Regions from separate parts of the Sus scrofa genome. Here region 1 is linked to region 2. The links are chromatin contacts, called in public HiChIP or PLAC-seq maps. All regions are on one chromosome and are shown on one strand. Each heading gives the region's core, a stretch centred on a gene start, on an enhancer-like site or on the middle of the called end of the contact. The rest is flanking DNA. Distances are from core to core; before and after follow the strand shown. Region 1 overlaps LOC102167874. Region 2 holds the start of REV3L (DNA polymerase zeta catalytic subunit).

What was found. HiChIP or PLAC-seq counts read pairs in DNA pulled down with a chosen protein or histone mark.
Region 1: an H3K27ac HiChIP or PLAC-seq map of skeletal muscle shows a contact between it and region 2. The contact joins the enhancer-like site here to the promoter of REV3L in region 2. A contact is called at or near these places in 4 of 47 Hi-C or Micro-C datasets (fetal heart ventricle, fetal skeletal muscle and skeletal muscle) and 1 of 2 datasets of contacts at active chromatin or transcription factors (skeletal muscle).

The regions. Positions count from the first base shown.
Region 1 is chr1:77,459,003-77,461,702 of Sscrofa11.1, reverse strand. All of the region lies in intron 3 of LOC102167874, which reads right to left. Among named protein-coding and RNA genes, the nearest start is that of REV3L, 60 kb to the right of the region's middle. Within about 2 kb of position 1,277, at least 12 of the 83 cell types and tissues checked have an H3K27ac peak or open chromatin away from gene starts, as enhancers often do. A contact at or near this core is called in fetal skeletal muscle and skeletal muscle, where this site is marked.
Region 2 is chr1:77,399,215-77,401,914 of Sscrofa11.1, reverse strand. REV3L (DNA polymerase zeta catalytic subunit) reads left to right here and starts at 1,364. Exons shown (of 33, transcript XM_021091241.1): 1 at 1,364-1,955. LOC102167874 reads right to left here and starts at 1,818. Exons shown (of 5, transcript XM_021084615.1): 1 at 1,519-1,818; 2 at 1,216-1,378; 3 at 1,006-1,043. The coding sequence starts at 1,818. LOC110260596 (a long non-coding RNA gene) reads right to left here and starts at 997. Exons shown (of 2, transcript XR_002343829.1): 1 at 902-997.

The DNA.
Region 1 (2,700 bases), core at 28-2,527, 60 kb before region 2:
GAGTTTGAGCCCAAGCAACTGACTCCAGCATCAAAGCTATGATCACTATGCCATTTGTCTGTAACATTAGAGTCACCAAGGAGCATTCCAAAACTGTTTGTGCCTGAGTCCCACCCCAGAGAGTCTGATTTAATTGGTCTGGGTTGGGGCCCAGGCAGGGACTTTTTTTTAATTTTTATTTTTTAAATTTTTATTTATTTTTTGTCTTTTTAGGGCCACACCCAAGGCATATGGAGGTTCCCAGGCTAGGAGTCAAATCAGAGCTGTAACTGCCACCCTACACCACAGCCACAGCAACGTGGGATCCGAGCCAAGTCTGTGACCTATACCACAGCTCACGGCAACGCCAGATCCTTAACCCACTGAGCGAGGTCAGGGATTAAACCTGCAACTTCATGGTTCCTAGTCGGATTCGCTTCCACTGTGCCACAACAGGAACTCTGAAGGTTTTTTTTTTAAAGCATGCAGATGATTCTACCACAGTCAGGTTGAAAACCCCAATATGTAACACAGTCTCTGTGCTTAAGTATAGCACACAAGTCAGCTGCTAGGAAGTGGTGGTGAATTCAAATCTGTATTGGTCTAGAGTTTGGTTCATTGCCTTCACCTTGATCACTACCACTTTCACTCCAGTACCACCTGACAATTTTCACAGAATATTTCAAGACACAAAAATAAAGGTTCCCAGTTAGCATATCTATGAAAGATGTTGCTTTCAAGAAATGTTTTCTTGGAGTTCCCGTCATGGCACAGTGGTTAACGAATCCGACTAGGAACCATGAGGTTGTGGGTTCAGTCCCTGGCCTTGCTCAGTAGGTTAGGGATCCGGCGTTGCTGTGAGCTGTGGTGTAGGTCACAGACTCAGCTTGGATCCCACATTGTCGTGGCTCTGGTGCAGGCCAGTGGCTACAGCTCCGATTTGACCCCGAGTCTGGGAACCTCCATATGCCACGGGAGCGGCCCTAGAAAAGGTAAAAAGACCAAAAAAAAAAAAAGAAATATTTTCTTGATTTCTTAAGTCATCTAAAACTGTCTTTTTCTTCTCCTCCTCCTCTTTCTTCCTTTTCATTTTTAAAGGTTTGGCCTCTGGAAAACATTCCAAGTATAATGGCAAAACATCTAGTTTTCCTATGAGCTTATAAAATGAAGTGGTTCTTCAGAGTAAACAAAAGATCTTTTCATCTAAAATTTTAATTGACACCAATTCAGCTCCCTGGGAATTAGTTCCAATGTTTGGCTCAGGTTTCTGGCACTGAGCACTGGGCCCTGGCCTCAAGCCTGCACTCGGTCACCTTACATCTGCACCTCAGGGCTTCTCGCCAAGAAGCTGGTCTCATGGCAGCACTACCCTATGGCTTAACATCCGAATGTTGAGCCTTGATACCCAGCCTGGCTGAAAGCAGGTCAAATGACTGCAACTCTGTTTAGCAAACAACTTAACAGGAGTCACCTGATGAACGATGGTAATACCTCTGACATTTCTGGAAGAAAAGAGAACCGATTTTCATTAGTTTGTCTAGGAACAGAGAAGGGTGTTTCTTAAAGTTTCATTTACAGCCAGAAATGTGTGGATTGATATAACCAACACATAAAAGGGGAAACATCTGTCACTTCTATTTGTAGCCATGTTTGTAGCAGCTCTTTCAGAAAGGAAGACTAGAGACCAGCTATCCTGGTCTGGGGGCTCTATAGTTGGGCTGTTCAAGATGGCTGTTCTCTCGCTCTCTCTACATCCCCTGCTCGACCTGGCCCTGCTTCATCCACATGACTATCCAATCTTCTTAATTACAGAGCTTAATTAGCCCTGGTAACTGATGAGCTCCTGGACGTAGATTCCCTCTATAAATGGCAGCCTCCTTCTCCCACAGGTAGTGAAGAGTGTAGCTATGTCCTGCCCACACGGTTGGGTGTGATCCAGGACCCTTTGTGGAAGATCCAGCTAGCCAATAAACCGTCGATGCTTCTGTTGCTCCCAGCTCTTTCTTCAGCTTCAGGCTGGGCAGTTACTAGGCTTGCAGGCCCATGGGGTGCAGCCCGAAAGGAGCAAGGCAGTGTCTGAAATTTGGTCTTCCCGCTAACCAGGTGGGTTTGGGCAGACAACTTAATCTCTTTGTGCCTCAGTTTCCTCATATATAAAATAAAGTTTGGGCTCATTAAATGAACTCTAAATCTGAGTCCTAAAATTGTATCACATGTATGAATATATATTTATAGTTCTTCTAATTTGGTGTAACCACTTGAAACTTCTTACCAGAGAAAATTTGAATTTGTAAAAATTGAGGTTGACATTAAAGAGGGAATTTAAGAACAAGGAATTGCAGAGTCTTCGCTGTAAGAAGCTAGATAGATAATATATTTCAGCTTCCTCATTTTATCTTCTCCCTCTTTGTCTTTTTCTTTCCTTTCTTCTATTTTCAACAAATATTTTATGAGTTCTGGAACACACCAGGCACTGAGGTAAGTGCTAGAGACCAAGACTGAGTCCTTAGCCTTAAAGAACTTCCAGGACAATAGACACAGACAAGGGAGCAGGTAATTAAAATAGAATGAGGAGATTTCCCATTGTGGCACAGCCAAAACGAAACCACCTAGTATCCAGGAGAATGCGGGTTTGATCACTGGCCTCACTCAGTGGGTTAAGGATCCAGCATTGCCACGAGCTGTGGTGTAGGTCACAGAAGCAGATTGGATACCACATTG
Region 2 (2,700 bases), core at 115-2,614:
AAACTGAATATAACTGTCAAAGGTCGTAATTAAGTGGTATATTTCAAACTTGAAACCACGGTTCTGTCTCCTACTGCTTAAATCTTTTTGTTGGGAAGATTTGTGGATTTTTAAGAGGAACTCTCGTTTCACAGATGAAGAAACTGAGGCCCCAAGAAACCAATTTATTTGTCCAAGGTCACACCCAATATTAGGGATCAAGTCAGACAAAACGCCAACGGTTCCAATAAAATGGCCAACCCAGCCCCATCTGCTCCTACCCTTTTTTTCTGGATTTCACAACTGCACCCCTAGCCCCCCTCCTTTCTGGATAAAGTTGTTTTGTCTAACGGTTCTTCCCCGCCCGCTCCCTTTTGCTTTTATGCCTTAGGGTAGTAAAACCTCACACCAACTGTTAATGAATAACATTGTGAGCCCACATCTGACGCAGTGACTTTCAGGGGCTTTTTCCCTGGCCGAAGATTTCGCTGAAAGGTTCTTAATCCTACATTCCGCCGGGGAAGAGAGGAGAGGGAGAGGAGGAGGGAGGTCACCGGGAAATGACAAGTCCGTACATGTTCAGGCGCGCGCCCAGGACGCAGCCTACCGGCCCCGGGGAGGAAACTAGGCGGGGGATACTAAGGCGAGAAGAAAGGAAAGGGGCGGGAGAAAAACACCGTGGTGGGAAATCCCTGTGCACTGGATCTGCCAACCCCTGGCAAAGCCGAACATAGCCGAACGTGAATAAATCTCATTAAGCTGCTGGGCGCAGACACTGCAGCACCACGAAGGAGGGGGCGCGGCGGCTCGCGCCGTACGTCCGGGAGGGAGCGCCGGGGCGGCCCTTTTATAGGCCGCAGCCCGCGCTCAGGCGCCCGCCCCTCGCACCGCCCCCGGGCCACGCGCGGGTCTGCCGCGCTACCTGAGAAGGGCTGTTGGTGTCAGCCGCTCACCCTCCCGCGAGGCCGCGGCGGCACGAGATCTGCGCCTTGTCTCCCCGCCCCCCCCGCGGGCGGGTTCTCTTACCTTGTAAAAAGCTGTTTCCGCGGCTGCCCCCGCCTTCTCTGCAGGATGTGAAATGGCGGTCGGCGAGGCGAGCGCGAGCACTGCGGCTCAGGCCAATCCCTCCTCGCCACCAAAACGGCCCTGAACACTGGCGCCCCCCTCCCGCCAGGCCCTCGGAGCCCATCCATGACATCGGCGCTCCGCCCCCCCCCCTCCTCCGCGGCCCCTCACCCAGGTGGCCGTGCCCACCGGCCGAGTCATCGATCCCCCCAGCCGGTCGCGAACCCAGCTTGACGGCAGCCTCCTCCCTCGCCGCTTGCCCGAGGGCGGGGGAGAAACCACCTTCTCGACCCCCGCCTGGGTGTCCCGGTCGGGCGCCCGCCCAGCTCCCTCCCTTTCCCGCCGCGTCCCCTCCCCCAACTACTCACAGCCCTCCCTTCGCCACACACTCAACCCCCTTCTCCCCTCCCCCAGTGGTTGCGTCCGTGACATCATCATCATGGCAACAAGAGCTGCAGCCTGGGACCGAGGAGCCCGTGTGATTCCCGGCGGCGGCGGCAGTGGTGGCAGCACCAGCAGCAGCACCGACGAAAGCGTGAGGGCTTCTCTCCTGTCGCCCCTCGCCGGGTGCTCCTGAGGAGGCGGCCGCCTTGCCACACAGCCCCGCCCGCCGCCGCTGCTCGCGTTGTCGGAGTGTGAGAGGAGGGGGCCGAGCCGCGGAGGGGAGGGGGCGCCGCCGCCACCGTTGCTGTGGGGCCGCCGCTGCGGAAGGAGCCGCCGCTGCCAGGTCGCTAGTGAAGAGAAGGCGGTGGCGGCGGCGGCGGCGGCGAACATGTTCTCAGTGAGGATCGTGACTGCCGACTACTACATGGCCAGCCCGCTGCAGGGGCTGGATATCTGCCAATGCCCCCTCACCCAGGCCCCTGTCAAGAAGGTGCCGGTGGTGCGAATCTTCGGAGCGACCCCGGCAGGTAAGCGGGCGCGGGGCGCGGGCGTGAGCGGCGGGCGCCGGGGCAGCCCTCCCCGCCGCGCACTCGCGCGCACGCCACCGGCCCTTTCGGCGGACGGCTGCCGCGACTTCCCTCCCCTTCACCCTCGTCGCTTTTCCTCACGCGCGTGACAGAGGCGCAAAAATGTGGGTCCGCGCGAGCGCGACGGCCCTCCCCCCATCCAGCCTGTGGCGGGGAGGCGGCGGGCGCCGACTGTTTACACTGCGTGCGGCGGTCGCTTGCCGAGTCCGCATACGGGGTCGCGGGCAGGCGGGCGCCGCTCTCGCCCCGGAGGACTAGCCGGGTGGCCGCGCCGCGTCCTCCTCGAGTGGGTGCGCAGGGCTGCGCTCTGAGATCGGTCGCTGGTGGGGCACCCTCTGCGTCTCCCAAGTGCCCCTTGCTGGCAATGGCCTTAGGTCGTGTGGGGAAGTGTCACCTCTGTCGTCAGTCCTTCCTCGTCGCCTTTTCTCAGCAGCGCTCTCCTCTGCCCTTTCTGGAGATGCCGAGGGCTGAAGGGGGGCGCCTGGGGCCAGCGGATCTTTCTCATTGAAGTGACCATGTGGTTCTGCTGTGAGTGCAGTCATAACTCCTTAGAGTTGAAAGCCTCAGAGTCGGAATAGGGCTGCCTCCCCAGGTGCATGGCTTTCAGGGAAACGTGTATCCACGGAAGTAGGAAATGCGTGTTTATGTTGCCTAACATAAAACATCCCACTTAATAGCGTGAATA